Linked DNA regions of Callithrix jacchus: region 1 is linked to region 2. Evidence: chromatin contacts called from public Hi-C data. All regions are on one chromosome and are shown on one strand. Each heading gives the region's core, a stretch centred on a gene start, on an enhancer-like site or on the middle of the called end of the contact. The rest is flanking DNA. Distances are from core to core; before and after follow the strand shown. Region 1 has its middle 100 kb from the start of ANKRD10. Region 2 holds the start of NAXD (NAD(P)HX dehydratase).

Evidence for each region. A called contact is a pair of places that touch in the nucleus more often than the background predicts.
Region 1: a Hi-C map of induced pluripotent stem cells shows a contact between it and region 2, with 1.9 times the contacts expected there. The contact joins the enhancer-like site here to the promoter of NAXD in region 2. A contact is called at or near these places in 2 of 3 Hi-C or Micro-C datasets (induced pluripotent stem cells and skeletal muscle).

The regions. Positions count from the first base shown.
Region 1 is chr1:26,383,366-26,389,095 of calJac240_pri, reverse strand. No RefSeq gene overlaps it. Among named protein-coding and RNA genes, the nearest start is that of ANKRD10, 100 kb to the left of the region's middle. Within about 2 kb of position 1,360, at least 4 of the 16 cell types and tissues checked have an H3K27ac peak or open chromatin away from gene starts, as enhancers often do. A contact at or near this core is called in skeletal muscle, where this site is marked.
Region 2 is chr1:26,186,271-26,191,868 of calJac240_pri, reverse strand. NAXD (NAD(P)HX dehydratase) reads right to left here and starts at 2,497. Exons shown (of 11, transcript XM_078331552.1): 1 at 2,277-2,497.

The sequences.
Region 1 (5,730 bases), core at 111-2,610, 200 kb before region 2:
AATAAAATGAAAAACACTGTTGAGCACATGGCCGTGCTGCTGCTGTTTGGAATCGGTGCGTGCGTCTGGCATGCATTCATCTGGGAATCGGGGCCTGTGCTGGACAGACGCCCAGGCGGCACCTGGGTCGCCACCTCCTCCTATTCCTGTCTTGCTGGAATCCTTTCTCCTTGATGTGGGGGGACCTGTGACTTGCTCCTGACACACAGCGTATGGTAGAGGGACAGCATGTCTCTCCCGTGATCCGGGCACGTTCCCCGGCCTCCACCCACAGCAGACTTGCTCTAGAGCCCCCGCGGGCTGAAGAAGTAAGAGGCCGCCCTGGAAACGACCATTTGGAGACAGACTGAGGGCAGCCACCGACAGCCAGCAAGGACTGGGGTCCCAGAGGGAAGGTGAGCTCTGCCAGCAGCCCGTGGGGACTCCCGAAGAGGTGGCCCCGCGTGAGAACGCCGCTCAGCCGACGCTGGTGAGAGCGCGGACGGGGACCCCGCACGCCGAGCCCGGAAGCCACGACACACGGCGCGTGTGCGGCTCCGAGCTGCCCAGCCTGGCTCTCCGGACGCAGCCCCCACGCAGTTGCGCCTGCAGGAGTGGGAAGCAGCAAGGCTGCGTGTTCGAGGCCCGGGTCTGCCGATCCGTGCGACTTCCGTCGGTCGGTAGATTTCTCTGGGCCTCTGTTTCCTCACCCGCAAGGGTCCGTCTCTAAAGTCTTTTTCTTTCCGCGGCTCTTTGATTCCAGAGGCAGGAAAGTCTGGAGGGAAAGCAAAGGTCAAAACCGAACCCTGGAGGGTTGAAGGTCACGTTGTCCAGAGGGTCGCTCGTGTGAAGGCCGTTGTGTGAGGGGGGGGTCCTGAGGGGGAGTCGTGGGAGGGCGCCTCGCGGGGGAGCGCCAGGAGAGGGGCGTCGGGAGGGGGAGCTTCGGAAGCCAAGCGGGGCGTGTCGTGAGGGGCGCGTCCTGAGCGGGGCGCGACGTGGGGGACGTGGTGAGGGGCGCGTCCTGAGGGGGGCGCGCCGTGGGGGACGTGGTGAGGAGGTGCGTCCTGAAGGGGGGGCGCGTCCTGAGGGCGTCGTCCTGAGTTAGCGCGTCGTAGGGGCCACGTCGTGAGGGGCGCGTCGTCGGGCGAGTCTCTGTCCCTCCCTCTCGAGCCCCCCTCCGCAGCTCCCCCCACCGGTAGGGCTCTTCCTGTCCGTGCGTCGCGGCCCCTGCATCCGCCTTCCCCAGCAGCGCCGTCCTCGGGGGGAGTTGGTCTCCTCCCGCCGGAGCCTGGGGCCGCCTCCCGCTCTGCCGCAGCCCCTCGGGCTCCGGGCTCCGGAGATCTGCCCCCCGGCGGGTCTGTCCGGAAGCGGCCTCGCTTTGCAGGGCAGGAGGCGGCGAGCGCGCCGCGGGCAGGAGCGGTGTCTGCAGGAGGGACAGCCCGCGCGGAGCGGCGAGAAGACGGCGGGGGGCAGGAGGCGGAGGCGGGGGAAGGAAGACGCGCCGGAAAGTGCCGCTGCGGGACAGACGGGCCTTTGGGAAGCCGAGGACCTGAGCCCCTGGGGAAGTGGAATTGACACGAGCACGCGGCGGAGGGGAAGAAACAGGGCAGACGCGGGCACAGGGCGCTCGGGGTGCTCCAGTCTTGCAGACCGCGGCAGGCAGGCCGTGGGGAACTGGGTCCCGGCGGCGGATACCCGCGTGCGGGGCTAACGGAGGCTGCCCTCCCCGAGCCCGGTCTCACGCGTGCTGACTGGTGGCTCAATCCCAGCCCCTGCCTGGCAGAAAGCCCCAGGATGCGGGGGCCTCTGCCCAGGGGAGCTCACGTCCTGTATCAAAGGACCAGGGCGAGGGCGCTGGGCTTCCCTGTGCTTCGCCGAAGGCCGGGCGCTCACTCCGCGGGCTTGGCCGTGGAGGGAAGGGCTCTGGGAGTGGCCGCCCGCTCCAGGCACTGTCATGAGCGCGGTGGCCCCGTCGTGCGTGAGCGTCGGCCAGGCAGTACCGCAGCAGGAGCAAGTTTGCAGCTCTGCCCTCTACCAACATGGGCTTCACTTCTGAGTTCCAGCGCTTTGGAGCTGTGTGGCAGCGGATAACGGCTCAACCTTCCCGAGTGACTTTTCTCATCTGCAACCATGGAGCAAATTATAACATCCGTCTGAAAGGACTGTTAAGGGAGTGCAGTGAGTTTGTTCAAAGCATCAAGTAAATATTCTACCCAGTTCTCAGGCCCCCGCTAAATGGGGAAGGCTAAGGATAGGGCCGAGCTTGTACATGACTCTCGGTACTCAGCACTTCCAAATCCATTATTTCGCTTAATTAATTAGTATGGGAAACAGCTGTTATAAATAATATTCCCTAACTGGATTCAAAAGGCGAGCATCCTGGGAATTTTAGGCTCTTTAGGGACTGTGGCCCTTGTCACCCCGGGGGCCAGGGTAAGGACCTGTTCCTTTTCTTTGAGAGCAGGACTAAATTAACAAGGCGAAGCCAGCTTATCTCGGATGTGGAACATTTTGGCAGTCTTCAACTTTGAATCGAGGACGTCTGCGTTATCACTGTCAGCGGAGAGAGGCCCCAGGCAGAGGCCACTTCCAGAGGTGTCTGGGGAGCACTGCAGCAGGAGACCCCCATTTCCCAGCAAATCCTTCCTTACTCAATCTTTCGGCTACCTGGACTTTACTACCACATCTACAGAGCCATCAATGGCTTCTAATGATGAGCCTGAGGCACTGAGGTGCCTTCTGAATCATCAGAGACATGAAATTGTGTGTTATGTCGACGTGCTGTTCCCATCTTTGCAAAGAGGCCATGGATGCATGCAATAAACGCTTTTGTTGAGGAGAATATGCTGTTAATACTACTGTCTCCCCAGCCCTGACGTATTCCACCAGACAAACATGAGAAGTCAAGGTCGTTGAGAAAGCACCAACACCTTCAGCAAGGCAGTGTGGGGATGGACCCTCAGTCCTGAGGTGAAAACCTCCAGCCAGCCCAGCGCTTCCCAGCAGGGAGCACGGAACACCATGAAGCCCCAGGATGTTGCTTTCCTAAAACAGACCAGTGCCCTTCATGGATTTGGGGCTCTAAGTGCCCCCTATTTCCCTTCTCATAGACCTCATGCCCAGCACCAGGATGTGCTATTCCGGCTTGGTCACCCAGCTGGGAGGTTAAACTTTCCCAACCTGGCCTCAATCTTGGTTTCATCTCTCAGTCTTAATTTTGCTCCGGCCTGGTCTGTCTTGCTGGTTTATGCTGTCATCTAATACAGGGTCTGCAATGAAGATGCTTAGTAAAAGCTGTTGAAAGAATACACTTAAAAGCTTTTGGTTTTATTATACTATTTTATTTATGTTTGTCGTTGCTTGAATATATAACATGCACTGGCATGCACCTGTATTGATGCGGCACTTATTTTTCCCATTCAGAGATGAGCACGCTTACCAGTTTCTTGGCAATGAAAGTATTATGTAATGCATTATCTGCATGAAATATATGTCATATATACACATACATATATGTATACACATACACAATATAATATGAGTGAGAGTATCCCAAACGTACCTCACATTGTTTCTGTTGTTCCTTTTTTTTTCACTTCTTCACATTAGTTTTTTTAACTTTCTATATTGAAAATCGTTTCATTTCAGCACATACAGGGTATCCTCACTCTTTGAAATGGTTTCATAGCATTTTATTTTATGGCGGGACCAGTATTTGTGGAAGCATCCCCACCAACAGACATGAAGTTATTTCTATTCTGTTGCTTTGACAAACATCATCGTGATCAACTGTGCTCGCGCAGGAGCCGTTCTGCACCCGTAGGAGTAGATCCATAGGCTAAACATCTAGAGTTGCTGGGTTGAAGGCTTCATGCATATTACATTTTGTTGGCTGTCGTCAAAGGATCTTCCATCAAAATTTTACCTGTTTACAGTTCCAGCAGCAAAGATAAACTGCGAATTTCGCTCCCCACCCCCGCCGTCTTTACAAATACAGTGTGAGAACAGACTTTATTTGTGCTAATCCTTGCCAATCTATTAAGCAAATGAAATAGTATTTCAGTGTTGTTTTAATTTGCATTCTGATTGTAAGGAGTTTGAACACCAAGGAACCGGTTATGTATGTGTGTAAACTCTTCATGTACTTTTCCCACCTTTCTGTTAAGTGCTTGGACTTTTTAAATATTGATTTTTAGGAATTAATATTTAAAACACCCAACAAAGTTAACTGTGTTGGCCATTTTCCTCTAAAGTGAAGTACATGTGTTTTTCCTCACTTATTATCATTTAATTGTATTTATGATGATGTGTGCCCTCCAGGAATATCTTAGTTTGAGGGGGTGGGGAGATGATCAAATTTTCAATCTTTTCTTTTCTGGCTTAAAGATTTTGTGTCAGAATTTAAAAGGTCCTTTCTGAATCAGTTTATTTGATAATTCTCCCAGTTTTTTCTGTTACTTTTAAGGTTTCCTTTTTCATGTGTAACTTTTCCATCCATGTGGAATTTACTTTGTAAATGTGAGTAGTTGGAATCCAACTTTCTCTTTCAGATGATCACACACTTCTGCTGATTTCAAATGCCGTTTTATTACATAATAATATGGCATCTGTTTTCTGGACTTCCTAGATATTTCCATCCCTCTATTCATGAACTAATACCACATTATAATATGTTTTAATACATGAGAAACTTTATTGTTTTATTTTTAAGTATTTTCCTGGGATTTCTTGATTGCTTAATATCTATGCTACCATTTTAAATAATTTTCTATTTTCAAAAATTATATACTCATATAGTTCAAAATAAAAATAAAGCAAAATGAGAGCCAATGAAATGAATCTCTGAGTCTCTCCCCCCAACCATCGTATTTCCTTCTCAGGGAGCAGCCAATAGATTCCATTTCTCCTGCATCTTTCCGGAGATAGTTTATGTAAATCTCATATGTATGTGTTTTATACAGTTTAAAATTTGTTTCATTTGAAAGAAAATCTTCAATGCTTCTCATATTTTAAATGGGATCAAGCTTAACTTATAAGTAGACTACAGAGAAGTGCTACCTATGTGATGAGGTGATGCCCACCCACGAACATACTGTGGTTTTCCACTTGTTTCATCTTCTTTATCCTGTAATGTTTTGAATAGTAGTAATAGTTGTTATTATAAATGTTATCTTTTATTCCATCAGATCTTGTTTGTAGTTTGCATAAATGGTTATTAATTTTTGTATATTAATTACACATATATGAGGTCCTAGCCTCCTTATTAAATTCTCTCAATTGCATGAAGTCCTAATTAAAACAAGCTGCCCTTCTAGGGCTCTGATGCCTTCTGTGTAAGGTGGCAGGAACAAGTAAACAAGGAATGATTACATCTTGGACAACACAGCACTTTACTGACAGTTATATTCTAAGAACAACACACCACACAAACCAGGAGACCCCCACAGACTCAGGGACCCCCTGAGATCAAGCCCTCTCTGGCACACATTGCCCATGGCCCACTGTACCATGGGATTTGGTTTTTGCAGTTTGGCCATGGTGTGTCTAGATTTCTTTGTATTGAGGCTGCTTGGGTTTTGTTGAGTTTCTTAACAGACCTGCAGTGATTACAGCAAGGTTTGAGATGAAACAAAAACGGAGACCCTGAGTCATTTTGGAAAAGCTTACCAGGAGCCTCAAGTTCTTTCCCTGGAAAGGTCTTGAAAAATCAATAGATTCTTGACCACATTTTTGGGTTACTTCCAACTGGAA
Region 2 (5,598 bases), core at 1,248-3,747:
GCATGGAAGGTGGCACCATCCACACACTGCAGCACTGACTGCTTCCATGTGGGACTCACCTCAATTACCTCGAACACAGCGTGGCACAGAACACAACACTTGATAAATGTTTGATGAAGTAAAGACATCTTGATTCGCTCTCCTCACCAACAGCCAGTTTCTCTTTCTTTTACAGGTAAGGAAACTGGGGCCCAGAGAGAGACCCGATGCTGTGGTTAGTAATGGACAAGCCAGGCCACAAGACACTCATTTACTAAAGTGCTGCCAGGTTTTTGTTTTTCTTTTTGTGGGCACATAGTAGGTGTAAAATGCTCCCATTATAAGGCAAAATAAGAAGTACCACATTTTCCTTTAACTAGAATTGTATTAACACAAAGTAAAATCCAGGCTGCTCAAAAGCATTCACCTAAGACAAACAGCTTCTGTTAGCAAAAGGGCCAAAGTGGTCAACTAAACTTCCCAGCATTTGGCAGTGAAGCAAGTTCCTGCTGGCTTACTGACATCGATATTTGAACTCACCCACAGAAACATTTACACGCAAACATTAAAGTTCTGAAGGATAAAAAGGCCTTGACAAGAGGTGACTTAATATTTTATGGTATTCAGGAACTTTTCTCAGGACAATTCTGAGTCTGGAAGAACAGGTCAAATCTGTTTGGTTTTAAAGAAGCTGTCTGGGGAAGACTATCACTGCTGCTTTGCGCTAAAAGTGTCTTTAGTACTGGAAAATTCTATTTAAAAAAATAAAAGTACTTTAAGTTAACGTAAACTACAACTAATTTAGAGCAACAATCCCTAAGTTAACTGAAATATAGCCTAAAGCCTGGGTGAGAAGTCAGTAATATACAACACTACCTGGCTTTTGGTAGAAGTTTAGGAAATCAGTCTGATAATGAACCCTCAACCAAGTACAATGAAAAATCTTGCCACTAATCATGGTGTGTGAATTTAAGGTAAACAGCTACAAATAAATCTGTATATCAAGTGGTTTTAAGAAGGCTCCCTGCTGGTGTGACTGAGGGGCAGTGTGGAGGACCCTCTCAGAGCCACTCAATGATTCAGAGCCAGTGTGAGGAGAACAAAAAGCCAAAAGCTCTGACGATGCCCAACATACACACAAGGTACAATCTGCCCAGAGACTACAGCAACAAATCCCATTTAACGATTTCAGCCACTTGCTGGCTGAAGAATCCTGGCTAAGTCACTTTCCCTAAGCCTCTATTTATCTTCTGTACCAAGGTGGATAACAGCAATCTCTCCTTATGAGAAATGAGGAGTCACAATACAAGAACTACTTCCTGTATAAAAGATGTTAGATACACCAATACCCACAAGGCAAACAGAAAGGGAAAAACCCTAAGAAAAGATGGGGCTCCGAGCACTTGCTCAGCTCCTGCTTAAATTCTTCCTACATAATCCGTTCTATTTGAAAAGGCATCTCAGAGTCCGAGGACCAGCCAAGACCAGGGCAGCGCCCTCGGGGGCATCTGGCCAGCGCTCCGGGTTCTGGGGATGACTCAGGTGAGCCTCCCTCCCCAAGGGACCTCCTGCGCGCGCGCGCACACACACTGTGGCCCGGGGCGAGCGAAGGAGGAGGCCTGGCTGGTCGAGTCCTTCTCTGAGGTCCAGGCGTCGCAGTATCTGGTCCCTATTGTCCAAAGACGTGCAGGGTCGTCTGTCACTTGCCTAGTGGCACTGGAGCTTCCAGCTGGGGATGCAGACGCGGCCCTGCTTCCTGTAGGCGCGCAGCCCGCTAACCCGTCAGCTCGGCAGCACGTCCGCCGCCTCCCAGGGCCCCAGGAGGTCCCCCGTCTCCAGCTGTGGTTAGTAATGGATTAGCCAGGCCACAAGACACTATTTTCCCAAACAGCGTGTGGCAAAATAGCAAGACCACAGCAAGCCAGGAGATGGCGAGCATCGTTCCCAGACTGGGAGCGGGGCCAGAGCAAACTGGGATTCGACCCCCACGGCGCCCCAGGGTCCTCCTACCGGCCCTCCGCACCATGCTCCTCGGCCACCGCGCGGGCTCCGCAGCTCACGCCCGCTGCCGGGACGCTATGACAGCGGGTGGCTCCAGCCCCAGCGCCACCCTCTGTTACCCCGCGCGGGGCTCCTGTCACCACCAGCAGCGCCCAGCCGGCTTCCAGGAGGCCTCTCGCCTCTCCCTACTCAGCCCCGCAGGCACACGGCGCCCCGGTCCCGCGCGTGGGCTGACCCTCGGCGGCGCCTTCCCTTCGCGAGCCAGCAGAGGAGGTCGGTGATCAGCGGTCGGGTACCTGCGTCCAGTGGCTGCCCGTACAGCGCGAGTGCGGCCGAGAGCAAAGCGACAACAGCCGCGCCGGCAACCGCAGCCCCGGCCTCCGCTCGTGTGACCATTCCCGGGCCGGACGGAGTCGACCTTACCTCGCCTGCAAGTCCGGAACGCCCCACAGTGAGAATTCAGGGCCATCCGGCTGCATTCCGGACTCCCGGCGGCCCCCGCGCCACCGCCGGAAACACAGGCAAGAATAGCTGTTTCCGGTTTCCCGACCGCTCCCGCGCCGCTGCCGGCATTGGGATCCCAACTCGCGCAATCACACCTCTTTCTAGATGATTGACAAGCGCGACTCCCAATCCGGCCTGGCCCAGCTCTGGCCTACGAGAGTTCTGCTGAAAGGCAGGTTGAAGAATTGAGATGAGTCAGCTTTAGGATCTTGTTTGTGTTTATCGGCCCTTTTTTACGCATGTGTCGTTATAGAAAATGATTTTGCCGGCAGGTGGAGTGGCGAGGCCCCCTAAGTGCCCACAGTGTAGCAATCAGGTGCCTTTCTGCTCCAGGGCGACCTCTGCCCTGAACCCCAAACCAAGCACACCGAGAGGCCCAGCCGCCTTCAACCGTCTCAGGTCATGGCAGCTCCATCACTCCCGCGTTGAGGCCCAAACCCCTGGAAGGCGTCCTGACCTCTCTCTCCCACCCGTGCTCCTCTTGTGGCTGAGGCCTCTCACCTCTACTGCCACCCTGTTTGAAGCCACTCTCATGGTGCCAAAGGAAACTCGTGGGGCCAGGCATGGTGGCTCGCTTGTGATCCCAGCACTCTGGGAGTCCAAGATGGGAGGATCATTTGAGCCCAGGAGTTCGAGACCAGCCTGGGCAACATAACATAATGAGAACCCCCCTTCTTTACCAAAAATTGTTTGAAAAATTAGCAGGGGATGGTGGTGGGCACCTGTAGTCCCGGCTCCTTGGGACTACAGGTGGGAGGATGGCTCAACATGTCAGAGGCCTTTAAACCAGAGTGATTCCATCTTGAATAGGGGCTGGGTAAAATGAGGGTGAGACCTACTGGGCTGCATTCCTAGGAGGTTAGGCATTCTTAGTTACAGGATAAAATAGCCAATGGCCACAAGATGCAGGTCACAGAACCCCCCCACTGATAAAACGACACAGCAAAGAAACCAGCCCAAAGCCCACCAAAACCAGGATGGCCACGAAAGTCCTCACTGCTCATTATTTGCTGAATATCATGTATTAGCATACTGAAAGTCCCACCAGTGCCATGACAGTTTACAAATGCTATGGCAATGTCAGGAAATTACTTCCTATGGTCTGGAAAGGGGAAGAACCCTCCGTTCCAGGAATTGGCAACCCCTTTCCTGGAAAACTCATGAATACTCCTCTCGTTATTTAGCCTGTAATCAAGAGATAACTGTAAGTATACTCAGTCAGGCAGCCAGTGCCACTGCTCTGCCTATGGAGTAGCCATTCTTTTATTCCCTTACTTTCTTAATAAATTTGCTTTCACTTTTGGACTCACCCAGAATACTTTCTTGCATAAGGTCCAAAAACTCTCTCGGGGTCTGGAACCACTTTCTGATAACAGAGTCAAACCCTGAACTATACCTACCAGACCAAACCAATAAGGAGTTTAACCACAGTAACTGAGCTTTAGTTAATGGCAGGGGACTACTAACCCGTTAAGCAATGAAGCTCTGATCAATCAGCTGTCCCTAAAATACACTTCTGCTGTCAGATCATGTTCCTGAGTGCTCTGACCTGCTCTGGTTTGGAGGGTTGCCCCTTTCAGGAATCTGCTTTGTTTTGTTCAAATACACTCAGTTAAAATATAAATGTGTCTAGGGTTTTTCTGTTTAATAGTGTGTAGCCTGGATGATGGCAGTAGTCTGCTGCATGAGTGTCAACGAAAAGAATCAAACTCTCAAATATTTGAGATTTATTCTAAGCCAAAGATGAGTGACCATGACCTGTAACATAGCCCCAGGAGATCTGAGAACGTGTGCCCAAGGTGGTCAGGCTACAGCTTGGTCTTATATGTGGCAGGGATACAGAAGGCATCAATCAGTACATATAAAGAAGTACATTGGTTCAGTCAGTCCAGAAAAGCAGGACAACTCAGAGAGGGGCTTCCAGTAATACACAGGTGGATTCGAATATTTTCTGATTGGTAATTGGTTGAAAGTTTACTTAAAGACATGGAATCAATAGAAAGAAGTGCCTGGATTAAGATAAGGGATGGTGCAGATGAAGCCTCTGAAGCCAGGTAGCAGGCTTCAGAGAAAATAGATTGTAAATGTTTCTTTCTTTCTTTTTCTTTTTTAGACAGAGTCTCACTGTAGTAAATGAGAATAATTAAAAAGTTCCTCTTCAAAGCTTTCCTCTTAGTTCATTATGAATAAATAATGGTTTCTTCAAAGGTTAATTTACTTTAAAGCCTTTGCTAAAAATCTTAAAGCAGCTGTTGTCATAAGAAGCAAATAACTGTATCCCAGGTTCTTAGTTCTTATGCTTTAACCTGGATGCTTGCCCTGACACTCCTGGACAAGCCCAGGCAAGTCTTAGGGCATAGCTTTTTCCCTTTCTTATTTGGAAATGGTATTGCTTCTCTAAGCATTAAGTTATTTCCTCTTTTCCTTTGTTCTCCTCTGCCTTTACCTCTTTAGAAAAGTTGTTAAGTTGTTAGCCAACTGGGGGCGGCCTAGACTGTGAGGTCCAGTTCCAGCCGGTGGAATCAGGACAGAGCAGTAGGGCAGATGCATTAGATATAAATGCCCTGCCTCCTTTGTTCAGTGTCCTCTCATGGCAAGATGGCTAATGGGAGCACCCTTTCTGCAGAAAGTAAAGTTGCCTTGCTGAGAAAATTAAATTTATGTGACAGTGCTACTTCTTTTGCAGCACCAAAAATTCACATATAACAGTTTGGGGGCTTGTCCAACATTGCCATTCCCCTCTGGAGTGGTCTCCAGTCCTCTCTTGTGAGAAGGCCCCCCCCCGCCACCTCTTTGCAGTGGCCTTTGGGGTAGAGAGCTGGGACCTAACTGGTTCAAGGAATAAACCTGGATTCTCAGCAATGCAGGGGAAAGAGATTCCAAACCGTGGTGACCAGGGGCCTCGACCAGGCAGTCTTGTGCATGAGCCAAGGTAGGAAACGTTACAAAGGGGTGACAAAGTACTTCCTTGGTGGTCAGCTTCTGAAAGTTTAAATGTGTGTGTGAATGTGGTGGTGTTTGTATGAATGGTGACAAGTCCTACTGCTGGACAGAGTGAGTGGGTCCTCTCTCTGCAGTTCTGTGGCTACCTCAGAAGGCTTAGGATGGATCCTG